Linked DNA regions of Mus musculus: all the other regions are linked to region 3. A link is a contact called in public Hi-C, HiChIP or PLAC-seq and promoter capture Hi-C data. All regions are on one chromosome and are shown on one strand. Each heading gives the region's core, a stretch centred on a gene start, on an enhancer-like site or on the middle of the called end of the contact. The rest is flanking DNA. Distances are from core to core; before and after follow the strand shown. Region 1 holds the start of Cnot11 (CCR4-NOT transcription complex, subunit 11). Region 2 holds the start of Rpl31 (ribosomal protein L31). Region 3 holds the start of Lipt1 (lipoyltransferase 1). Region 4 holds the start of Rnf149 (ring finger protein 149). Region 5 holds the start of Hs6st1 (heparan sulfate 6-O-sulfotransferase 1). Region 6 holds the start of Arid5a (AT rich interactive domain 5A (MRF1-like)). Region 7 holds the start of Kansl3 (KAT8 regulatory NSL complex subunit 3).

Region 1 (3,364 bases), core at 1-2,500, 1.7 Mb after region 3:
GTGGAAATCAGCTCTATTGGCGGGTAACGTGCTGTGCTCAAATACCTTAAAACATCTCGAAACACCCATACTGTACTAACATTTAAGTTATCAACTAACAATAAGTTATGACAATAACTAGCATGAGTGGGTTTTAGTATGATTAGTTGTCATAGAGCATCCAATGTAAAAAGGCTCAAAGAGAACATAGTTGACTAATTAGTAGTAGTAGTAGTAGTAGTAGTAGTAGTAGTAGTAGTAGTAGTAGAAGAGGTAATTTGAATCATTTGCCCCGTTTGGCAAGCTATATTTTCTGCTGATTGCAATGTTCATTGGCAGAACCCCTCCACAGGTTTAACAGTAAACTAAAGAGGCCTTTAAAATATGCGCCATACCCATCACCTGTTCCTGAAGATTTCCTTGAGAACTTCAGCGGTAAATAGAAAACTTTCAGCTGCCGAAGAGTTTTAGCACAGGGTAGCTAGCAGGTGACGCTGATGACAGTCGCTCGGTTTCTGTAACTCTAGAGTGGATACTAGTCACCACCGGAGCATAGGGGTGGGGAGCGGGCAGCGGTGCCTTTGAAACAGATCACAGGGGACCAGGTCCAGGAGGCTGGTATGTAAAGAAATTTCCAGGGTTTTCCAGTGTTCAGCCAAGGCGTCCAGAAAAAGTGCCCTAGGGCAGGCTAAGGAAAAAGAAGCACTGCAAACGATTTTGTAAACGAATATTTCTCGAGACAGTTTTCTCAGATTTTTTTTTTTCTTTCTTTTTAGACCAGGCTGGCCTCGAACTCACAGGGGTTCGTCTGCCTCTGCCTCCCTGGTGCCGGCCTCGCCTAGATTTTTGTTCACATAACCAAACGTTTATGTGCGGTACGACCCCATCTCTGAGAATACGAGCAAGGCTCGAAATTTAAACTGTTTCTGAGAATCCTGTTTTCATTGGTATTTACAAGAAATGAGCCGTCAAGGATGCTCTATCAGACCAGTTAGCATCTAAGACCTAGTTTCCAAATTATAACTTAGGCAATATTGACTGGGCAGGTTTGGCGCCACCCTGTCACCCAAGGATCGCTTCTGAGGGCTTTAAGGGCAATTAACGGCGGTCTCTACATCACTCAGGCAGGGAAGGACCACTCGGACAGCTCAGAGACCACGCGGCCCCGCCCTCCACGGCGCCCCGCCCCCTTCCGGACACGGCGCCCCGCCCACTCGCGTCTCCGGAACCTCCGCTCGGCCAGCGTCGTCGGTCTGTCGGCCCTGTGTCTCCGTTCCGCTCGTCTGACTTAGGCACTGTTTTTGTTTGCGACGCTGTCGCGGAAGGGTGCGCTTTACGGCCGCGGGAGGACGCAGCGAGTCGGCGCCTTGGGCCTCTCGGCCGGGAAGCGGGGTAGGCGGGCGAGGTTGATGCCCGGCGGCGGGGCGAGCACGGCGTCTGGCCGGCTTCTCTCCTCAGCGGATCCCAGAGGGGCGCGGGAGGCAGCGGCGTTCCGGAGCGGCCCGGCGGGCTCGAGCGGAGGCCGAGGCGGAGCAGGCGGCCCTGGGCCAGGGATTGGAGGCCCCGCGGGCAGGATGAGCCTGACCCCGAAGGAGCTCTCGAGCCTGCTGAGCATCATCTCGGAGGAGGCGGGCGGCGGCAGCACCTTCGAGGGCCTGTCCACCGCCTTCCACCACTACTTCAGCAAGGCCGACCACTTCCGCCTGGGCTCGGTGCTGGTGATGCTGCTGCAGCAGCCGGACCTGCTGCCTAGCGCGGCGCAGCGCCTCACGGCGCTCTACCTGCTCTGGGAGATGTACCGCACCGAGCCGCTCGCCGCCAACCCGTTCGCGGCCAGCTTCGCGCACCTGCTCAACCCGGCGCCGCCCGCCCGCGGCGGCCAGGAGCCCGACCGGCCCCCGCTCTCAGGTACGTCCCGCAGCCAGCCGTGCGGGCGCAGCCAGCTGTTCTGGGGTGGGGGTGGGAGGGGGGTCGTCAGCTAGGGACATTCAGCCTCCTTGGAGGGGATCGACCCTCCCTCCTTTTCCATACTTTCTTTCCCTAAAATAGGGGAGAGATAGAAGTTGCAAGTTTTGTTTTTTTGGTTTTTTTTTTTTTTCAAATTCACTACACTCCAGATGATCCCTCCCAATCGAAAAAGCCAACACATCGTACAAGCCCACAAACGGGCTGGACATATTTTAGTATGCCAGATACGGTTCATTCTTGATTGTAAGGTCCTGAGGTATGCGAAGTTACAGCCAATGGCACTGAGTTTACCCCCTTTTTAAGCCTCCGAGTAAAGAAGTCGGTATTAAGAACCTGAGGTTGAAGTCCACATCACCACAATATCTAAAGTCTTTGCAGCCAACTCCTTGGTTAGCTGTAATGTCGCGTGAGGAGAGGATGAAGTCGTTTCTAATTAACCATTCAAAGATGCATGTGTCCTGGGCAGTATTGTGGAATGTTTGCTTTTGCAGCATTGCTAAGATCAGGCATAGATTACACCTGAGGATGCGCCCCTAAATTTGGTGCTGTGGATGGAACCCAGGGTCACTTCCTCTATACCATGAGCCTCGTCCAGGACTCTGGGACAGCTGTACCACTCACAGGCTGACATACATGTACATATGTACATATATATAGATATAGAGATAGAGATAGAGATATAGATATACACACACATATACATATATATATAATTTTTAAAGTATGTTTAAATTTGTAGGAATCTAAGTATTTGATAACAAAAAGTTCTCAACAGCTATTAAAACCTTACGTTTCATTGACATTTCCATAGATCACAGAATCTCAAGCGATATATTTGTTTATGGATTACTATGTGTACTAAGTGTGAATATTCAATCAGCTGGAACTCAGTTACATTTAGATCATAAGAATAGCTCCACGTGGCAAGTAGCAAAGTTTCCAGTTAACTTTTAAAGTTAAATTTTAAAACTTTACCAGTACCCATTGGCGAGAAACCGGCATGCATTCTTATTTGCAGGGTTCCTGCCTCCTATAACTCCACCAGAAAAGTTTTTCCTCTCCCAGCTCATGCTGGCACCCCCAAGGGAACTGTTCAAAAAGACACCTCGCCAGATTGCCTTGATGGACGTTGGAAACATGGGACAGTCTGTGGACATTAGCGGCCTTCAGTTAGCCCTGGCAGGTGAGGGAGGGCCAGTGATTGGGACATTCTTGTCGGTTCTTGAGATCCCCTGCTTAAAATCAACAAGTTTTTTCTTTTAAATTTACATTTCTGCTGTTTTTGTTTGATCCTCTCCCATCCTGCCCTGCCCTGTCCTTTCCCTGTCTCCCTGTCTGCCACCCCCTCTTTTGTTTGTTTGTTTTGAGACCAGGTTTCTTTGTGTAGCCTTGGCTGTCCTGGAAGAGCTGGGTAGAG
Region 2 (3,484 bases), core at 270-2,769, 1.5 Mb after region 3:
TAAAATGGCTTTAATTTCTGTTCATGTTGTAGCTTGACGATCTCAAAGTCAGCCAGTAATATACTGAAAAAAATCTAATCTGAGTCATCTAGAGAAATGCTATTAGTGCTCAGATGGACTTCATATTATGGAGATAAATAGCCTTGCTTTTCTGTAGAAAAGCTCATTAGAAATGAGGCAGGGGAATTTTTTTTCCTTTTTGATTTTTTAGCTTAATCATGTGTGGACGGATATGTCTAGTTTATTGACTCCTTAAATTATTCATGTTTTACTTTTAGTATGAAGTCAGGAACTCACAGCCTTTTATAAACTCAGCTTTTCTAATTAACCATTATTTATTAACCATAACTAATTATCATTTCTTGCTCAAGTCAGCACACTCTGACTAGTGGGCTCCTCTGTCTTCTTGCTAAAGATCCCAAATTCACATTTTCATATTCTCTTTATAGCCCTTCCTCCCTCTCCCTCCCTCAGTCTCTACTCTCCCCTTCCCTCTCTCCTCCCCTTACTCTTGGATCTAGTCTCATTGTGTAGCCAAGACTGGCCTCTGTGTAGTCCGTCCTTAATTTGGCATCCTCTTGCTCTGCCTCCTGAATGCATCGCTCCAGACTTCCTTTTAAATTATTTTTGAGTGGCTCTGCTTGGGAGATTGCGTTGCAATTTTCTGAGCTCAACCCCAGTACCAATCAGCACTCCCATAGAACCCCTTCTGGTTTGGATTCTCTAAGAACTAGAACCGAGCCTGTCTGCTCCTTTCCTCCTAGCCCCACTGAGAAGTCATCAGATATTGTCAAGCGTGTTTAGCCCACTACAGTCAAGGATATCTCGAACTCCTGATCACCTAACTCAACCCACAAAGTTCTGGGATCACAGGTGTGCACCACCACACGTGGCTGTGGACACTATTTTCTTAAGAGAGAGAGAGCAGTTGCCTGTCCACCCCAAGTCTGACCTTTGGGGAATCCAAAGGCCCCAGCATCCCTTAGCCAAAGGAGGCAGAGACATAGGTTCCTTGTAAGATCGTGGAGTTTCTGCCTGCCTGTCTTCTTGCCTGTGAGATCCTGAAACTTGCTCATTGCTGAAACTCCAATAGACAGGCTATTCGGACATGTTTAGATTCGGAGATCTATTTTCTACGGACGTGCCTGGCATTTCCGTGGGCATTTTCGACTTGGAAAATAAATTCTTTTGTTGTCGTCTCGGTCATTCCGGGGACCTTCCGCCAAGCACAGTATCTAATAGATTAAACAAACGTAGAGTGAGTGAGCGAGTGCACCCGAAAAACTGGAGTATCTTCCCTCCCGGCCGGGCGTTCCGAATCCGGGTTCGGGTTGGGATTTAAATCCCATCCCGCACCTCCACTGCTCAAGGCAGATTGCAAGAAGACTGACAAGATCGACCCCGCCCTGGGCCCGCCCTGGGTCCGCCCCATGCCGCTCGCTCCGCCCCTGACGCGCGCTGTATTTACGCCCCAGCCTAACTCCTAACTTCCCTCGCCACACCTCTTCCTCCTCGCCTCCCCGTGACCCGGAAGTTGTACGGCTACGCGACTTTCCCTCCCACAAACCCTCGCGCCCTTCCTTTCCTACTTGGGCCCGGCAGAGTGAGTATGGCTGCGGGGTCGCGGCTCTGAAATCCGGCGCCATCCGCGCCCGGCGCGGGACGGGCAGGCTCGGTGGGGTTTGTCCCGCGCCGCGCGGAGGCTCTGCGGTCCGGGGCGGTGGGAGGACGGCCTGCGGGGTACGGGTGCACCTTAGCTCGGGCTTGGGCTTTCCCACTACCTGCTTAGAGCCTCCCTCCCTGTCGCCTGCGTCTAGATGGCTCCCGCAAAGAAGGGTGGCGAGAAGAAGAAGGGCCGTTCTGCCATCAACGAGGTGGTGACCCGAGAATACACCATCAACATTCACAAGCGCATCCATGGAGTGTGAGTACCGGGCGGGCGGTGTGGCCCGCGACCCCCTTCGGGCTCCGGCCGGGCTGGGCTGTCACCCGCGAGCCTTGCTTACAGACTGGGTGCTCTAGAGGGCAAGCGGGTTTATTCCGGTGTGGTTGTGTGTACGTGGAAGGTGTGCGGGGTTTGGCTTGCACGGCAACCGGCTAGGAAATGGAGACTGGAGGCTGTGATGGAGTTTGAGGGAGCGGTTAGACTTGGGGAAGGTTGGTGGTGCTAAAACGTGAGTTCTGGTAATCCGGACGTGTAAAAGGAAAGTCAGTGACTTGTACGCTGCAGGAAAGTGGCCGGTTACTACCTCAAGTGCGAAATACGATTTTTTTTTTCGTCGTCCGATTATACAGATTTGTGCAAATTCGGGGCAAGTTGTAGTAAAGTGGCGGTTACAGAGAGTGATTGCGGTCCTTATTTGTACACGACCTATCTGCATTTGCGTTCCAGCCCTAGAGCTTGAGTTCTTGGACTTGATGGTTTAGTATTTTCGGAGAGATTTTGCCGGGTTGAAATGTGTGTCTGCACCTAGTGGGTTGCCCCAAGGTCTTTGCCCGGTATGAATACTGCTGGTGGTCGGCCACGTTCCTTCCTCTATGGTTGGGCATATTAAGCACTATGAAGCACTATTTAGGCCTGTGACAAAGTGAAAGTAGGCCACAAGTTAAAGGTGGTGTGGGTGTTGCCCAGTATGTGGAAGGAAGAGTCGCTCTCAGGTGAAAGGTACTCTTTAAAAGCAGCCTTGAATAGAGCATTGTAGAAGCGAGTCGTACCCCCCCCCCAGGCCTTTTGTATTTTGTTGATAAGGCCCTATGTGAGAATCTCTAGCCTCCTTCATTCTTTGGTAATTTCTTGGTCCCCATTGTGGTGTAAACCAAGCCTCTGCTTTGTTCCACTCCTTGCTTTCCCTGTCTCATTCATTCGGGTAGTAGTTGAGCCCAGTGCTAGGTCTGCCCTCTGAGATCTACTCACTGACTGCGGCAGCCCCACTTTTTCCAATTCCCTAACCATAACATTGAGATTGCTCAGTGCTCCATCTCTTTCCTGGTCTTTGTAAGTGATACCACCTGACTGGTTGCTTGCGTGAGTTTTTTTCAAGCTAGCTGTGAAGTGGGTTGTCTGGGCACTAGAGACAGGCTGCGGGTAGGTAGAATAGAGAAAGCAGATGCTCTTTGTCTCACTTGGAGTGGACTTGACGGGTGTTGAACAGACCTGGGCTTTTTTGGTTGATTGGTTTTTGGATTTGAGGTCTTCCCACCCAGCCTCCATGTTGGGATCATTGGTGCGTGCACCATGCTCTAGAAAGGTTCAAGTTTTTTGTTTTTTAATAGCCCTCTATCATGTACCCTGGCTATATTCATAGGAGAGTGCCTGCCTCAATTCCACAGAACTTTGTCTTCCTTTTGTATGAGTGTTTTGCCTGAATGCTTGTATGCTCCACATTGGTGCTGGAATCAAACCTAGGTCATCTGCAAGAGCAGATATTTTTAACCGCTGGATCATCAGGACCATCATTCAGGATTGCTGTGAGCAGGCCTGGTT
Region 3 (3,185 bases), core at 85-2,584:
GCCCATGCTAATACCTTTAATCCCAGCACTTGGAAGGCAGAGGCAGAAAGCTCTCTGTGAGGCCAGTCTGGTCCACATAGCGAGTTCCAGGCAAGCCTGCCTTACAGGGGGAGACCCTAACTCACACTCAAATAGAAGTTTTAAGAAGAGCAGACAGAGCCAGGCATGGTGGAGCACACTTTTAATTTCAGCACTCCAGAAGCAGAGGCAGGTGGATCTCTGTGCATTCAAGGCCAGCCTGGTCTACAAAATGAGTTCCAGAACAGCCAGGGCTACACAGAGAAACCCTGTCTTGGGGATTGGGAGCGGGGGAGGAGACAGAATAAAATGCAGGAAAGGAGAATTGCCATCACCAGAGGACTATAAAGCAGGTTAGAGTGTTATTGGACATTCCAGTGGAGAAGCTGAAGAAGTAGAAAAAGAGGATAACTGGTCCAAAGACAGACATCTTAGAGCAGACAGTGGAGAATGAAGGAAGGTCATTGAAGGAAATTAAAACAAAACAAAACAAAAAACAAAAACAAAACAGAACAACAACAACAGAAAAAAACTGTCCCTTCTCAGATTTCAAAGAATACAATATAGAAGCAGACTACTAATTTAGGAGCCCTACTAAGGGCAACACAATGTGGGGCTATTTTGATAACTAGCAAAATTCCTACAATGACGAATGGAAAAGTATCCCTTCCCACCCTCATAATACCATCCAGCTGAAGACTGATCTCATCAAAGTTGCAGTAACAGACAGGAGTCCTGTCTGTGGTGCAGCTAATTTATATACCCTGAATTAACTCTGCTCATTTACTGCGTTAGCAGTACCAGGAGGCAAGGCTGGAGAGGCTTCCATTCTAACTGAAGGAGGAGAGACTGGTTTCTGTGGAAGAGCGAGGAATGACCACAAATTCTTTGGGCTCTGCTCATCAAGAAGTGGGTCCGTGATCTCATTCCTTAACTCTAGTCTGGCTTTGTTGTTCCTGGGGCCATAGGAATGCGGTTGAAGCGCTTCCAAGTGCCTTGAATCGAACCGCCCCAGCAGCTAGACAGCACCTCCTGAGTGTGAACAGACCATTTTGGACCACACAGTTTAGCCAACTCTTGCTGAAAGAAACCAGCATAGGAATCACCCAGCTCGTCTTTACATATTTTGGTAAGTGGACTTTGTCCTTTCAATGAATCTAGTTCTAAATGCATTGGCCTGAAGGAAATAACCTTAAAAATATTTGCTTCTATTTCAGGCTTAGCCACGACCTCCTGGGGGTGTGGCTTATCCAGGGGGCGAGCTTTACGGGGGCGTGGCCTCTTGAGGGCGGGTCTCTTGGGCGGGGCTGGGGAGGACTCCCCAGCAACTGCGTCTAGAGGGCTGAGTGTTCTGGGTTCCACGTGGGTTGATTGAGTTTTAATTTGCAGAAAAAGCTGCTGCGGGCGCGACCGGAAGTGGCAGGTGAGTGAAGCCGGAAGCAGTTCCAGTGAATTCTTTGCGGGTTGTGGAGGCACACGCTGAGCAGGAGTGGGTGCTGCGGAGAGCACGCGTGCGTCCCATGGGCCCCTCCTATTGGTTCTGAAAGCTCTGCAGATTACACCTGGTGCTCCGGACGTAATTTCATTATTGGGAACAGTTGATTTCTAATACGGCGTAGGGTAAACTAAACAAGACATTCAGTGCTAGTCGCGTGCCTGCTCCCGAAGAGTAAAGCTTGCTTAAAAGTTCGTAATCACTTCCAGGTTTGGATCGCGTTATTAGGAGGATAGCAAATAGTTTTGGTAAGGCCTTGTGAGGAAGGTAGGCCTGTAGTTAGGTCTTGCTTTACACTCTGTCAGGGAGAAGCATGTGTTGGCAGTTGCAGAAGTGTCTCCCAGAGCATGGAAGTAAGAGCCTCCTGAGGAAATAATTATAACACCAGTAATGAAGATGAAAGCAGAGAGCTGGGGGTGGATTGCTCGGCGGTACAGTTCAAACCTAGACTGAGTGAGTTCCATCCCTTGCTCAGCTAAAGCTGTTAAAATAGAGTGTAGTTGGGTATATCAACCACATCCTAGCCCAGGCGCCTACAGAGGAGTAGGTGGCCAACACAAAACAAACTCCACGGGCTTTTTTTTTTTTTTCTTTTTTGGTCTTGTCTCGTTGATCTTTTACTTATTTTGACTTTAGTTTTCATAGGTTTTGGTTTTTTAAAGAAAGAACATAAAGTTGGGTGGATAGGGAGGTGGTGGGATCTGAAAAAAACGGGGAGAGGAAGGAACGTGATCAAAATGCATTGTATAAAAAGTTTTTCATTTAAAAAAGTAAAATATGGGTGTGGGTCGCTATGCAAAGTAACACTGTAGAAACAGAATTCTACCAGGTTTTCAAAAGTTAGATTGTTTCATTTTGTCTGTCAGCTACAGTCTGTCTCAGAAGGTATGTCAGGCCTTCAACCCAGAGGCAGAGGCAAATAGATCTCTGTGAGCTCAAGGTCAGCCTGGTCTACAGAGGTAGTTTCAGGAGATCCAGGGCTACACACTCATCGTGTCTGAGGGTGGGGAGATTGTGTTCTGATAACTAAAATAATTTGTGATACGATACATAATAATCATTTAGTTTAACTCCTTAAAATGACTCACGTGTAACTATTTTAGTAGTCCTATTTAAACATGACTCACACAGATTTACAGTCTTTATTCTGGCAATGTGTCTCCCTTCCCTGTGACTCTTGTCACCTTTATGTAGTTCACTGATGAATCCCAACTGTCAAGGACAAAGCATGCCTTATAGTTACTGCAGACTCTGTCAGCCATTGGCTGGTTAATTGTGGACCATAGTTAATGTATCAAGGTAAACTCCAGTTTGACATATCTTTTAGGAATCCTTGTACACTTGAAAGAAGACATGTTAAACTGTCAAAAAAAAAAATGGATTGGAAGAGAAGACCTTGAAATCACAATTATTTAGGTTCATCTCATGTGCTCTTGAATTCAGTTAAAGGCAACTGGATCAGATAGAGATTAAACTACCGGTCTAAAGCTATTCAGTTAGTTGCAAAGCAAGCATTAAAATGTAAAAGCAACTATTTTACCTGAACCTCTATATATGTTAATAAGTGTGACTATTGTCACCTTAGGAGAGGATGTCACAAGGTCTTTTTCAAATCCCAACTTCAATGGGCACATTCTAGTTTATTAGTATCCGAGACGTCATGACACCTAAT
Region 4 (3,317 bases), core at 108-2,607, 1.7 Mb after region 3:
CAAGGTCACTTTTCTGTCTTTATAAGCTCTGTGTCGCATGCACACCAAAACAGAACGAGAACAAAAATGCAGTACAGGAAGAAAGATGTCTTAGCTAGTAGCAGAAACTTAAAAACCCTAATCACAGGAAATTCAGAATGAGTCAACCGTGTGATGCCTAAAGCTAATGTGATCTTAGAAGGCACAAGAGAAACACAATCAAATTCTGGGTCCCCGGAGAGAACTCTGTCCCAAGGATGACATTTTGCAAACTCATCCTTGTCTGTCCCCTGGAACAGCGTGTTTAGAGGTGGCCTCCTGACAGAGGTAGCAAGGCCTTTCTTTCCTTCAATGAAAACAGTTTAAAAAAAAAAATTCATCTGAATTCAAACTGTCCAAACCAGGAGCTAGTGCGATCACCCTACATGCGTCGAGAGAGAAACTACAGCAAGAAAACCCAGGTTTTTTGATCCAGGGTTTTGAAAACACTCATATTCGCCTCATCGAGAGGAAGAAACCACATCGAGTAGCCACTTTAGGTTGGTGAAGAGACAATGCGAGCCTGGCGGCGCCAGCCGTCCACTCCTACACACTCTCCACTCAACCAACTTTGGGAGTCCGTGAGCCGACCTTAGGAAGCGACCCGGGTTCGGGAATCTGTAGAGTTACTGAACTCCGTAGGACCTGCCACCGGTGTGTTTGCTACTCCCCGGCCGAGGGCCCTTCCCAGCTTTCTCACCCTCCCGAGGTGAAGCTCCGATCCTGCAGCGTGTGCACGCACTTCCCTCTCCACACCACCCGGGGAACCACCAGGCTCGCCCCGGCCGCGGCCAGCGGCCCAGCGCCCGGCCTGCTCACCCGCGTGAGACATGGGCTCGGTGGCGTTCCCGTTGCTCTCCAGGTTGTAGACCACCACGGCCGAGGCGTTCCTCCGCGCCGCCGCCAGCACCTTGTCCTTGAAGGTGCAGCCGCCTCGCGCCACCAGCGCCACCCAGGGCGCGTTGCCGAGGGCGCCGGGCGCCACGAAGCGCGTGTCGGGCGCGCAGCCCTCCGCGGGCGCGGGCGCGCGCGGGACGCCCACCAGGCCCTGCCTCTCCTCCCGGAGCGAGCTTTCTCCGAAGCGGCCGCTCTCCGACACGCTCCACACCGTCAGGTTCGACTGCGGGTCCACGTATTCGATGCTCACCATGGCCGAGTACCACTCGAGCGCCCCGCCGCCCACCCCGGGAGTACACAAGGCCAGCGCCAGCACCGCGAGTGCGTCCCGGGCTCCCACGCCGGCCGCGGGCCGCCGCCGCGCCGCCATGGCCGCCCGGCCGGGCTACTGAGGAAGAAGAGCGCGAGTCAGAACGAGGCGACTCACTCCAGGCTGGCCCACAGCTTTGAGGAGACGGCGGCGGCTCGCGAGAGACCGCCGAGCGCGGCGGGGGCGGACCCGCGGCGCACGCGCACCTGGAGGGGCGTGACCGGGGCGTGGCGACGGAAGGGGTGGGGCCCTGCCCGCGGGCGTGAGGAGTGCGCAGGCGCCAGGGTCTGTGCCGCAGGGCTGTGGGCGGCCGAGCTGAAGCTTGCAGATGCTGCAGAGAGTTGTGCAACCCTGCTGCCAGAGTCCCCAAGTCTGGGGAAGTTTGTGCGCTCCGGGTCGGCCAGCGTGGGACTGCGGTTGTGTAAAGTTTCTCAGAGGGTGGAGTTGACTGTGCAAGGCACGCGGCAAAAGCCTGGCTGCCTAAACCACTTAAACAAACAAGCAAACAACAACAAAAACCACTAAGTCAAGTTGTCCAGATGCCTTTTGTTACAAACTCTGTAATATATTAAATTCTTTGTTGCTCTTTTCTCAATGGTTGCCTTCGAGCCCTTTCTTCCTTCTCCTTAGTTTATGTGTGCCTCTGTTTGGACGAAGACGAAGGTGCTACATTAATCAAAAGGGGGGAAAAAGGGGAAAGGATTTGTTTGGAGGTAAATGGTGGCTGATAGATAGTCCTTCGACAACACAGTGGGTGGATACTTTCAGTGTACCATTAAAAGATCCTGAACACACTAAACATAGTTAAATGCAAGTATGGTAACTCTGCTCCGGTAAAATCTTGAGTAGAGCTGAGATTTGAGATGCTCTGGTAGATCAACCCCAGCGAACCTGAAAGGTATTTCCTTTGAAGAATGTGAAGTCTGACTAGACCCGAATAAACACAGGAGATCTCTCCATAACGCTGAGGAGACATCACACCCGAGTTACCAAATATCAAAAGACATTTAAAATACCTCTTCATATATGAGCTACTGAATATCAAAATGTATTTAAACCTAAGAAGTGGACACTTAAGTGATGGACTTAATGCATAGCTATACATTGTTAGGCACTATTCTGAAGACATACACACACAGGCATATACTGTGACAGACCTTCAACTCATCCCTAAGCCTGACTTATATTATCCTTTTTATCTGAGGGGCCTCAGGTCACCTCACAGATCTCTGTTGTATTGGTCAAACCAGTTTCTCCTGAGAACCAGTTCTATAAAGGAACACCAAGTCTTTAATTACACTGGACTTTCAGCAGAGGCCTGCTTCGATTCTGATGGAGCAACTGAACTCATGATTTCAAAACTCACTCACTATGCCGTTGTGCTGCCGCATTTCTGAACCATGTTCCCTGTGAGGCTTGCTCATGTTGTTTCCCCCTCTTTACTCAGTGTGAGCAAATGCCAAAAGTCCCCTTTGTGTGGCAATAAACTGTGTGATTCGTGAAATCATCGTCAGTCTCTTTATTTCTACCAAACAAACCACTAAGGAGCTGGAAATGAAGTTCAGGGCTTTGATTTCTGATTGACTCACTAGTCTTCCTTCTTTGTGCAAGAGTTTATAATTACAGGAAGTAGTTTGTTGGGGCCCAGACCAATATGTTTTAGGTTAGACCTGGTTCTTTTTATCTTTTGGATTGCATCTGTGGTATGAGACACAGCCTGAGTTCCAGCTAGGAGTAGCTTTAAAGTTAAACCTCTTCTCCCACTCCCATTACTAAAATAATGTATTTATTTTTATTTTATGTATGTGAGTGTTTTGCCTGCATATATATCTATTCACCATGTATGTTTTATGTCCCTTGACTAGCCCTGGAACTGGAGTTATAGACTATTGCCAGCCACTATATGGGTGCTCAGAATCAAACCTAGGTTCTTAACCACTGACCCATCGCCCCAGCCCCAGGAAAGCATGTTTTAAAGGCCAATAGGATTTCCAGGTTAAGGCCTTTCCCATGTTTTAGACCCAGAACAAGATGGTGTGTTTCAGCCTGAGGAACACTCCCGAGAACCCCTGGCGCTGTGCTTCAGCAATGC
Region 5 (3,403 bases), core at 160-2,659, 1.8 Mb before region 3:
GTGTATGTGGGGTGGGGTGGGGGTTCAAGACAGGGTTTCTCTGTGTAGCCCTGACTGTCCTGGAACTCTCTCTGTACACCAGGCTGGCCTCGAACTTAAGAAATCCGCCTGCCTCTGCCTCCCAAGTGCTGGAATTACAGGCATGCACCACCACTGCCCAGCTGCTCTTTTTTTTCAAGTCTTTTTTTTTTTTTTTTAACTTGCAGTCAATGCTTTGGACCACTATTGCCACCCCCTCCCCTTCTCTCCACTTTTTGACCCACCCCTTAGCAGGACAGATCCAGGGCACTACCCAGGGGTACTTGCTGTGGGCACCTGAGCCTGGCCTGGCAGTGGGAGCACCTCCCAGAGGCCACTCTGGCCTGAATCCAAACACCCAAGCCCCTCCCAGCTACCCTAGGCTGTGGAACTCTGCACAGGTCATTTCACTCCCCACCTCCAGTTGTTCTGGCCGCCTAAGTATAGCTAGGGGCCCAGTACAGAGTACAACATGGGCGACGGGACCTTCCACATGTTATAGGCTGCATAGATTACTACTAGAGCCTCCAACTTGCAGCCTAGGGCCCAGGCGACCCTCCACTACAGGCAGAGCACCAATCAAGGCTGCAGATACTGCTGCCAATGTAAAAAAAAAAAAAATCACGAAGGTTGGAATTTTAATTTTTTTCTAATGTTGGTTCACTATTTTGTTTGTTTGTTTGTTTGTTTGAGTATGACCAGGATCAAAACAGGGCACACTGGGCGAGAGGGACAAATAAAGCTTGTCCTCTGGTCTCTGCACACATTTCGGTTTATCTTCAACTGAGGGCTTTGGGTCATTGTCCCAGTGCCTCCAGGGGACTGGTGATATCCACGTAAGAGCCGGATCCATGCCCTTAACGTCTCTCTTCCTTCCCCACCCTTACTGGTAGTCCTAAACCACCTGGTGGTCCCGACTCCCAGCGCTCTCGAACTTGGAACTTCCTATCCTTCAATGTGAAGGTCAAAGCCTCCGTATTCCCGTGGGAGACAGAGAGCGCAGGTAACACAAACTACCATAACCAGAGAAGGTGAAAAAACTCGGGCTCCCAAACCCAGGACCAATGCCCAAAAGAGCCACCCACTCGTAGGCTCGGGACAACCCAGTCGCCACCCACAGGTCTGCGAGCTGGATCCAATGCCCTTTCCGTAGCGACCGGCGTTGACAGTGTGAGAGACACGCGACCCGTCGCCCAGCTCTGGCCTGTGCCTGGGCCTCCTCCGGCCCCGCCCCTCCCCCAGGGCGCTCCAGAGGCGGAGCGGAGGATCGGAGCGGGCGGCGACAGCAAGAGGCGCCGCGAGGGCGGGCCAGGGGCGGGCCGGGGCGGAGCCGCGACGAACTGCGGAGACGCGGCGGCGCACGGGGCGGTGCAGAGCGTTCTCGGCGCTGAGCTTTGCGGGCGGGTGCGGGCGCGCGCGGCTGCGGGGCGCTGTGGCGGGGGCCGGGCTGTACGCTAGCCGAGCCGGGATCGGGGCGGGGAGCAGCCACGGCGCCGCCGAGGCCCGGGGCCCGCGACGCTGCGCACAGCCTGGGCGCCGAGTAGCCGGGCCGGGCCGGAGCGCGGGCGGCGGTGGCGGCGGCGGTGGCGGAGCAGCTGCGCCCCCCGCCCTCCCAGGCCCGGCGCCCGGGCCGCTGGCGATGGTGACACATGCGGCGGCGGCGCGCCGGCGGCAGGACCATGGTTGAGCGCGCCAGCAAGTTCGTGCTGGTGGTGGCGGGCTCGGCGTGCTTCATGCTCATCCTTTACCAGTACGCGGGCCCGGGGCTGAGTCTGGGCGCGCCCGGTGGCCGCGTGCCCCCCGACGACCTGGATCTCTTCCCCACGCCGGACCCACATTACGAGAAAAAGTACTACTTCCCGGTGCGCGAGCTGGAGCGCTCGCTGCGCTTCGACATGAAGGGCGACGACGTGATCGTCTTCCTGCACATCCAGAAGACCGGCGGCACCACCTTCGGCCGCCACCTAGTGCAGAACGTGCGCCTCGAGGTGCCCTGCGACTGTCGCCCGGGCCAGAAGAAGTGCACCTGCTATCGGCCCAATCGCCGCGAGACCTGGCTCTTCTCTCGCTTCTCCACGGGCTGGAGCTGCGGGCTGCACGCTGACTGGACCGAACTCACCAACTGTGTGCCCGGTGTGCTAGACCGCCGCGACCCAGCAGGTCTGCGTTCGCCCAGGTGAGCGCCCGCTGCGGGAAAGTGTGATGGCGGGGGGGGGGGGGGGTACCCCTAAGCCCCGGGCCAGATCTGCCCTCTCCTCTCTTGGGGCCCCTTCCAGTCTGCGGGATCCCAGGATTCCCATCTCATCCTTCCCTACACCTGCCACTCCTGACCTCTGATCCCTCTTTTCACCCTCTGTTCCGTGCCTCTCCTCGCCACTGGCCTGTCTGCGCAGTGCCCAGACTTCCTCCTGGGTCACTGCCCGCTGCTCTCTGTCCACCCTACCTGCTATGCACTGCGGGCTAGCCTGAGAGATAAACCTCGGGGACTAGAGGTCCAGGCTTGGCTCTAGAGGCAGAAAAACAGGTGTGTCTCTGTGTGCATGTGTAGCCCGTACCCGTCTAGTACTAAAAGTGGAGCAAGAGAAATGCGGTTCCTCTTCCTGTGCACCTGTGGTATCTCCAGGCCCTCCGGTGCCTGCCAGCCTGGGGAGGAGCTGCCAGGAAAGGGGTGGGCTCTGCCTGCCGGTGTGTGCAGGTAGAACAAAGGCCCGTGTGACCCAGACTGAAGTCGGAGAGAAGGCAGCACTACCTGGCCTCCCCAGCCACAGAAGTGGAACAAAAGCCTCCAGTTGAGGACTGACTTCCCTAGAAATCTATCCACCGGCCAGGTTAGGGATAGCTGAGACCGTCAAAGCTACTTGTAAAGCCAGGGACCTCCCAGCAAGGCCCATCACTCTCCTCCTTGTCTGGGGATGTGAGTGAGGGCCAGCCCCTCTGAAAGCACTTTGTAAAGTTGAGATTGTAGCCCTGTTTCTGTTGGTGCCCAGTGATCCTCCTGGGATTACCTTCTTCCTAACCCGCCCCACCCCACCCCAGGAATTAGGGCTTCTAGCCTGCCTTTGTTTCTCTTCCATATTTGCTGTAGGACTGAACTTACAGAGGAGCTAGGAAGTGGGTGTGGACAAATTTTAACTGAAGTCGCTATTTTCCTTGGTACACTTGGGGCAGGAAGGTGCTGGCTCTCCTGTGGGGTTGGGACTCTAGGGTCCAACCAACCTGGAGCTGTTTGCATGCTTTACAGGCTGCTAGAGTTGAGTGGTAGATACACACACTGCACCCCACGCCTAGCAGTGCTCAAGCCAAGTGGAGGTATTCCATGGCCCTAACCTGGACCCAGAGTCTCCTTTCCAGGCCCTCGAAACTGCTTCCTGTCCACATAAGCTCT
Region 6 (3,189 bases), core at 191-2,690, 1.6 Mb before region 3:
TTGTTCGCAGGTTGCCCGAGACAGGTGTTGACTTGCTGAGGCTTTGCACAAACAGCACTGCCTGAGAGTGAGCTCTCCTGCCTGGACGGTAGGATCCTCCTTTTCAGAGGTCGGATTAGCTGTGGCTTTGAAAGGTAGTGAGTGCCTCATTGATAGATGTATCCAATCCAGGAGGTAGTGGATGGTCTATACTGCAACACTGAAGGCAGCGTGCAGATCTCCATACCTAACCTGGCACTGTAGCTAACCCAACCAATCGACCCTTACCAAATGAACACAGTGACTAGAAGCCTGTGAAGTTTCCAGGTGGTATCTCTTGGTAGATTGCATCTCTGCTAGAGTCTTGGATCTCTTGGGGTGGACTGGGGTTTGTAATCTTGGATGTGGGAGGCACTGTTACAATCATTGTTCTGCTCGTTATTCTGAGCAGTTAATAAATATCAACCACAATATTGCCTGTTACCAGATCGGCAAGCACTGGTTTATTACAATTATCCACCAAGCTCACTGGTGTCTGCTCCAGGCTGAGCTTGCAGATCTGCCATTCCAGAGCTTATGGATAAAGCCCAGAGGGTCAAAGTCATCAAATGCAGACTGTCCATTTGTTCAGTGTGAAGGGGAACACTAAAATGTTGGGGGCTAACTATGAAGCCTTCCTCTGTGCCCCAATTCTCTAGCCCTACCACCGACCAGTAATATGAGCTAATTAATCACCCAGGCCTGTTTTGCTCTATATAATGAAGATAATGATGGTATGAAATGCACCGAGCTGTATGAGTATTATAGTTAATCAACAGAATTTGATTCCGGGGATACTAACTACATAATAGGAACAGAGTTCGAGTTCAAGCTAATAAGGCTTTCTGCTTTTAAATCTCAAGTTTTAGCGTCATCTTCTATAACCCACACGGGTCCAAATGACTGTTCTCTCTACTAATCTTGTCCACATTCACCCTCAACTCGTTCACTTCCTCTTTGCACGGTCCATCTTGTGGCTTTCACTCAGTCTACATGACATATGTAGACATGGGCATTTTGGGCATTAGGCCTGGACCACAGACTTTCTAGATTGGCCTCTGGTAGGCTAACAGTACTTACTGTGTAAAGTTGGAAAGGATGGAACCGGCCAGGACCACTTCAGGTAAAAGCCAGAAGCACTTTATTTAACCCCACCCAGTCTTTGGCAAGCTACAAAGAGCGGGCAGTTTTTCTAAGACTCTAGTTTTGCCTCTAGGGAAACCAACAGACATGCGACAGCAGTTGATTCTTGAGTTTCTTACATCAGCCCCTAGCTGCAAAGTGGGCGCACACTACAACTCCCAGACGTCCTCGGGTCTAAGGGGGCGGAGTCTGCTCCGCTCTAGAAAATAGGATTCACCAATGGGCGCCCAGAGCGCTGGGGGGGGGCGGGTCCATGGGCGGGTCCGCGGGGGAGGAGGCAGTCGAGCGGCGCCGGTAGTCAGTCGCGCCGAGAGCGCTGGGACAGGACGGCTGTGCGTGTAGAGGGTCTCTGCATAGCGACGCGCGCTCTCGCTGGGCCATGGGTAAGCGGCTGGCGGGCGGCGCCGGGGTCAGAGGGCTGGGGTCCCAGAGCGATCGTGGCTCTCAGGGTAACCCGAATGTCTGCGTGCTCTCTTCTCGTGGAAAGTCGGGGCGGCCAGGGGCTTCCCAGGCGTTTATCTCGAAACTCTCCTCTCCGAGTCTGGACTGAAATTCACTGAGCCGCCCACACTTCCTGCTGCGGTTTCAATCTCGAGCTGCTCTGGGCCCATTTGTTGTGACAGCTGTCAGCAGCAGCTTCTCGGCCGCGGGCCCCTCCCTGCCCCGTGCCAGCCCAGCGCTTCGCTTCTCAGAAACCGAGGCGCCCGGGCCGCGCGCAGCGCTTCCCACTGCGGCCGCGATTCCTGAAAGTGACTGCGCGGGTTTTGAAGAAATTGCTCAATGCGCTTTGAAGAATCAACGGTTCCTCTTTTCTGCCAAGGGACATGCTGATGGTTTGACGGTCACACGCTTCAGATCCCCTGCTCCTTCTCTCTTCTCTTTCCTTTTTCTTTTTGTTTCTTTTTCTTTCCAACCCCCAGCAGGAAAGACGGTTTCTTTTTACCCGCCTGATCTTCTGAGTTTCCCTCTTTTCCCTCGGGTCTCTTCAAAGGGACAGGGTGATGGCCCTGGACTGGGGGTGTTTAGTGGACCGAGGGCAGAAGCTCAGGCTGCCAGAGTGCGACGAACAAGTTTGGCTTTGCTCTTATTGCGAACTAGGGGCACAACCACACCACCGATCTGTGGCCCTTTGCACTCACTACCCAGGCGTTGCTCCCTGGCCGGGGTCACATCCCACACCTAACCCACAGGCACAGTGGGGCCAACCGTAGGCCGGGAAGGCCTCAAATTAATCCCAAATTGTGCTGCTCAGGCTGTATCCCCTAGTTTGCAGAGTCTTTCATTTCAGATGAGTGTAACAGGTGCTCCTTGCCCCGCCCCGCGGGCACTGCTGGGAATTGATGCAAATCTAAGGATCTCAGTGTCTAAAGAGGATGGATGCCTGGGCAGGGGAGGGTGAGGAATGTTAAGCTAGAGGGTCTGTCTCTACAGCAGTTAGTGTCCTAAATGACTGCTTGGCCTAGAACTTGAAGTGACAGAGGCAGAATGGCCTAGAATTATATACCCCACCCCGTCTTCTATTACAGAGAAACTGAGGCATAGAGACAGACTAAGGTCTGACAGTGAGGGAGGACCAGGCTTCAAAAACTCCTTGCTCTTTCTCTTCTTTCCTAGTGGCCTTCCGCTGCCCTCGGTGGGAAGCTGATCTGTAATGATCTAGATTGCCTCTTGGACGAGTGTAGCAGGCACCGTGCTAGGGTGAGGAGAGGAGGAGAAAGGAAAAGTGAGGTCCGGAAGTTCCCTGTGTAGGGGTTTTGGCCTTCTGTTGAGTCAACCTCTGCAGCTTGTTTCAGCATAGGTGGGGTGGGAAAACCGGAAATGATACATAGAGAGAGCAATTTTCATCAAACGTATGGATGAAGGGTGGGGCGGTGAAGACTCAGTCCTCCCAGGAGTAGGATCTCTTGGGCTCTCTCAGGGCAGTTGGAGTCTGGAATCTCATACCTGGTGCCCCTACACCCCTCTCTGCCTTTATGCAGCCCCTAGGACTCTCAGCTTGTCTCTAGCCGCTAACAGAGCTTGGCAGAG
Region 7 (3,459 bases), core at 446-2,945, 1.5 Mb before region 3:
GCCACTGCCAAACAAACTAGATGCTGCAGTAAAGGGAAGAAGGAATTATCTAGTTACTGGGAACTAAGCAAGCTAGGCTGTTTTCCTTTGCGCATCTCCCTTTCCTAACTCATGTTTGGCAATGTCTGTGTAGGTGTCCAACTTTGCCCTGCCGTTCTGATGCTGCTCATCCAAGCTCTCCATTCACCCTGCAGCCCCAATCACTCCTAAGAACATCTAAGCCCCGCCACGCATCACTTCCTTAAGAAGGAAACCCAAACTCACATGGTATTCTCAAACTCACATAGTATTCTCCTGCTGCCGACGGGGGGTTACAAAGAGCATGCGGGTGGGGCGGGCACTACTGGCATCTGGGTGGGCACTCCACGGTTTTGCATAGCTATGATCCAGGAAAACGAGGTCCAGTTCCCGCTCATGCACTGAAAGCTGGAAGAGCAGGGAGGTACCCATCCGCCGAGCTGAAGTCTGGAAGTCCCTCTCCCCACCCCGGTGGGCCATGTCAGTAGTCAAGCAGCCAAGTCAGGGTGTGAATATCTGCATGCTAGTCACCTGCAGTGAAAGGGGGCTTGTGAATTCAATAGCTTCCATTTCTCCCAACTTTCACTATCAAAACATGTCTTTATGCTCAGCATTCGATCTTTGATTATGCACATCTATGTGTCCTCCCACACCGCCACCAAACAGAACGGTGCCATACACAATTTTATAACTGTAAACTGACAAGACTCCACAGTTCACAAAAACATGACCTTTGCAATTGCCAAGGCGTGGTGACGCACGCCTTTAATCCCAGCACTGGGGAGGCGGAAGCAGACGGATCTCCGGGAGTTCAAGGGCAGCCTAGTCTACAGAGTGGGTTCCAGGACAGCCAGAGCAATATATTGAGATCCCATCTCAAAAACAAAAACCTAAATTTGCTGGGCAATTTTCTTCCTGGGTGGTAAAGGTTTTTGCAAACCAGAGGGATCACAAACATGAATTCATCAAAAGCTAAAGGTCCCTACTTTTCGTCCCCTAAACAGGACGTGGGCAGGGCTGGTCTGCTCGGGTGGCCCCAGCACAACAGGCGGGCACCGCGGGCCTCCAAGCTTCATTGCTTTGGGCTGAGGTCAAGGGGACTCTCCTAGGGTCACGCTCCACCAAAGGTTTGCATCAACCTCATGGTACTCCGGAGTTTTGGGAAGAGAAAAACTAGAGCCCGCCCTCAGCCCGGCCGGGCCCTCAGAAGGCCTCTCCTCCTTCGCCCTCCCTCGGCGAGGCGCCCAGCAAACGGCCCGCTCCTCTGAGAGGTTCCCGCCACGGAACCGCAGAACCTCAAAACGGCCCACCCGGGCGGCGGCCCCGGAGCCCGGACGACTCGGCCAAGGTCATCCCGAGTTCCCGGCGAGGAGGAGCCGCCCGGCCCCACCTCCCCTCCCGGGGCCCTCCTCGGCCTCGCGCCTCGGCCGCCCCAGCGCCGCGTCTGCCTCCCGCGCCCCGCCCGGCCGGCCCGGCCTGGCCCGCGGCTTCAGCCCCCGACCCCTCATGCCCGCGGAGCCCCGAGGGCTTCTCCGAGCCCGCCGCCCAACGCCTGGAACCCCACGGGCCACCACCCGCGCCGGGGCAAAACCGCGTCTCACCCGCAGTTGTCGGCCGCGCGCTCGCCCGAGCCGGACCCCAATGCGCGTGCGCCTTACCTCCCGGCGCCTTGGGCTCTGAGGAAAACGCGGAAGCAGATCGCTCTCCCGGAACCGCGCGGCGGCGAGCGGCAAAGCCCGGAGCGGATCCGCGCCCGGGACCTGGCTAACCTGTGGGGAACGCGGAAAGCGCGCGCGACTCCCGGGGCAGAGACGTTCTCCCTCTGCGTTTTCTGTGGGAAAAGTGAGGACAAAGAGCAAGATAGTTCAGACCACCCCAGCGCTCGGTGTCCCCTTCCCTGTTACAGAGCTGGGTTCAATTTGCAGTGTGCGGGTGGGGTTTATTTCAGCCCATCGGGGTTTATAATCCTAGCACTCTCTGGAGGCTGAGACAGGAGGATCGAGGTGAGTTCCAGAACAACCTGAGCTACACCATGACACCCTGTCTCAAGACCTCAAAGCAAACCAGAGAGATGGGGAGATGAAGAGAGGGAGGGAAAGCTTTGCAGAATGTTGGGATACAATTCTAGGGCTCTGCGGAGTTTAATAAGAAACTGGTACAGCTCAGACTAGGATGAGGTGGAAGATGAGGCAGAGGACAGATGTAAGGTTCAATTTTTTTTTCCCCCAGGTTTTTTTAATTAGGTATTTAAAAGGATCTTTACCAATCCTAAATCAGATAGGGGACTAATATCCAATATATATAAAGAACTCAAAAACATGGACTAAAGAAAACCAAATAACCCCATTAAAAATGGGGCTCAGAGCTAAACAAAGAATTCTCAACTGAGGAATACCAAATGGCTGAGAAGCACCTGAAAAAATGTTCAACATCCTTAATCATCAGGGAAATGCAAATCAAAACAACCCTGAGATTCCACCTCACACCATCAGAATGGCTAAGATTAAAAATTCAGGTGACAGCAGATACTTGCAAGGATGTGGAGAAAGAGGAACACTCCTCCATTGCTGGTGGGATTGCAAGCTTGTACAACCACTCTGGAAATCAGTCTGGTGGTTCCTCAGAAAATTGGACATAGTACTACCAGAGAATCCAGCAATACCTCTCCTGGGCATGTATCCAGATGTTCCAACTGGTAATAAGAACACATGCTCCACTATGTTCATAGCAGCCTTATTTATAATAGCCAGAAGTTGGAAAGAACCCGGATGTCCCTCAACAGAGGAATGGATACAGAAAATGTGGTACATTTACACAGTGGAGTACTACTCAGCTATTAAAAACAATGAATTTAAGGTTCGACTTTTAACTGCTTGGCTCAGCCTTTTTCTCAACTTTGAAATGTGCAAATGCCTAAACCCTGATTCACCAGGTTGCCAGGGGAATGCAGTCAATTATTTCTGCCACCTGTCAAGAGCTCCATTGATTTCTTGATGGCAATTACTATGAGCGACCCCCACCTCCCGGTCTTAGAACTCAGTGTTATTGGTTGTTTTTTCATTTATGGAGGGGATGGAGAGACAGGGTCCCATGTATCTCAGGCTAGGCTCATTCTAGCTATGCAGCCAGGGAAGACCTTGAATTTGGTTGATGGTTTGGTTCGATTTGGGTTTTGATTTTGTTTGGTTGGTTGTTTTTGTTTTGTTTTTGTTTTTGTTTTGTGTTTTGAGACAGAGTTTCTCTATGGAGCCCTGCTGTCCTGGAACAAGCTCTGTTGGCCAGGCTAGCCTCAAACACAGAGATCCGTCTTCTGCGCATGCCCACCACTTCCTGGTTGCCCTTGAACTTCTGACTCTTCTGCCCCTCTTCTTTTCAAGTGTCCGGATTATAGGCCTGCACCACCATAGAACACTGTTTTAAACACTCAGTTGCCATCCCATT

What was found. Promoter capture Hi-C pulls out the DNA fragments that hold promoters and counts their contacts. A called contact is a pair of places that touch in the nucleus more often than the background predicts. HiChIP or PLAC-seq counts read pairs in DNA pulled down with a chosen protein or histone mark. Capture Hi-C pulls out chosen DNA fragments and counts their contacts.
Region 1: a promoter capture Hi-C map of liver shows a contact between it and region 3, with 7 times the contacts expected there. The contact joins the promoter of Cnot11 here to the promoter of Lipt1 in region 3. A contact is called at or near these places in 3 of 39 promoter capture datasets (the C10 cell line, liver and pre-B cells), 1 of 484 Hi-C or Micro-C datasets (CD4 T cells), 1 of 115 datasets of contacts at active chromatin or transcription factors (astrocytes) and 1 of 9 other capture datasets (adipose tissue).
Region 2: a contact with region 3 is called in a Hi-C map of regulatory T cells, with 7 times the contacts expected there. The contact joins the promoter of Rpl31 here to the promoter of Lipt1 in region 3. A contact is called at or near these places in 6 of 39 promoter capture datasets (the 3T3-L1 cell line, the C10 cell line, hippocampal neurons and 2 more), 4 of 484 Hi-C or Micro-C datasets (CD4 T cells, CD8 T cells, liver and 1 more) and 1 of 9 other capture datasets (adipose tissue).
Region 4: a promoter capture Hi-C map of adipose tissue shows a contact between it and region 3, with 2.4 times the contacts expected there. The contact joins the promoter of Rnf149 here to the promoter of Lipt1 in region 3. A contact is called at or near these places in 1 of 39 promoter capture datasets (maxillary cranial neural crest), 1 of 115 datasets of contacts at active chromatin or transcription factors (thymic regulatory T cells) and 2 of 9 other capture datasets (adipose tissue and liver).
Region 5: an HNF4G HiChIP or PLAC-seq map of pancreatic cancer cells shows a contact between it and region 3. The contact joins the promoter of Hs6st1 here to the promoter of Lipt1 in region 3. A contact is called at or near these places in 3 of 39 promoter capture datasets (erythroid cells, liver and pre-B cells), 2 of 484 Hi-C or Micro-C datasets (neutrophils and regulatory T cells), 1 of 115 datasets of contacts at active chromatin or transcription factors (pancreatic cancer cells) and 2 of 9 other capture datasets (adipose tissue and liver).
Region 6: a promoter capture Hi-C map of liver shows a contact between it and region 3, with 4 times the contacts expected there. The contact joins the promoter of Arid5a here to the promoter of Lipt1 in region 3. A contact is called at or near these places in 2 of 39 promoter capture datasets (liver and pre-B cells), 2 of 484 Hi-C or Micro-C datasets (CD4 T cells and embryonic stem cells), 2 of 115 datasets of contacts at active chromatin or transcription factors (pancreatic cancer cells and regulatory T cells) and 2 of 9 other capture datasets (adipose tissue and liver).
Region 7: a contact with region 3 is called in a promoter capture Hi-C map of neutrophils, with 8 times the contacts expected there. The contact joins the promoter of Kansl3 here to the promoter of Lipt1 in region 3. A contact is called at or near these places in 5 of 39 promoter capture datasets (the C10 cell line, embryonic stem cells, liver and 2 more), 1 of 484 Hi-C or Micro-C datasets (CD8 T cells), 1 of 115 datasets of contacts at active chromatin or transcription factors (astrocytes) and 2 of 9 other capture datasets (embryonic stem cells and liver).

The regions. Positions count from the first base shown.
Region 1 is chr1:39,534,451-39,537,814 of GRCm38.p6, forward strand. It overlaps Cnot11 (CCR4-NOT transcription complex, subunit 11), which reads left to right and starts at 1,251. Exons shown (of 7, transcript NM_028043.3): 1 at 1,251-1,887; 2 at 2,966-3,130. The coding sequence starts at 1,389.
Region 2 is chr1:39,366,332-39,369,815 of GRCm38.p6, forward strand. It overlaps Rpl31 (ribosomal protein L31), which reads left to right and starts at 1,520. Exons shown (of 4, transcript NM_001252218.1): 1 at 1,520-1,924. The coding sequence starts at 1,818.
Region 3 is chr1:37,870,885-37,874,069 of GRCm38.p6, forward strand. Lipt1 (lipoyltransferase 1) reads left to right here and starts at 1,335. Exons shown (of 2, transcript NM_001037918.4): 1 at 1,335-1,441.
Region 4 is chr1:39,575,990-39,579,306 of GRCm38.p6, forward strand. It overlaps Rnf149 (ring finger protein 149), which reads right to left and starts at 1,358. Exons shown (of 7, transcript NM_001033135.3): 1 at 838-1,358. The coding sequence starts at 1,285.
Region 5 is chr1:36,066,991-36,070,393 of GRCm38.p6, forward strand. Hs6st1 (heparan sulfate 6-O-sulfotransferase 1) reads left to right here and starts at 1,410. Exons shown (of 2, transcript NM_015818.2): 1 at 1,410-2,194. The coding sequence starts at 1,668.
Region 6 is chr1:36,306,293-36,309,481 of GRCm38.p6, forward strand. It overlaps Arid5a (AT rich interactive domain 5A (MRF1-like)), which reads left to right and starts at 1,441. Exons shown (of 7, transcript NM_001172205.1): 1 at 1,441-1,544. The coding sequence starts at 1,541.
Region 7 is chr1:36,367,486-36,370,944 of GRCm38.p6, forward strand. Kansl3 (KAT8 regulatory NSL complex subunit 3) reads right to left here and starts at 1,696. Exons shown (of 22, transcript NM_001310513.1): 1 at 1,620-1,696; 2 at 284-549. The coding sequence starts at 498.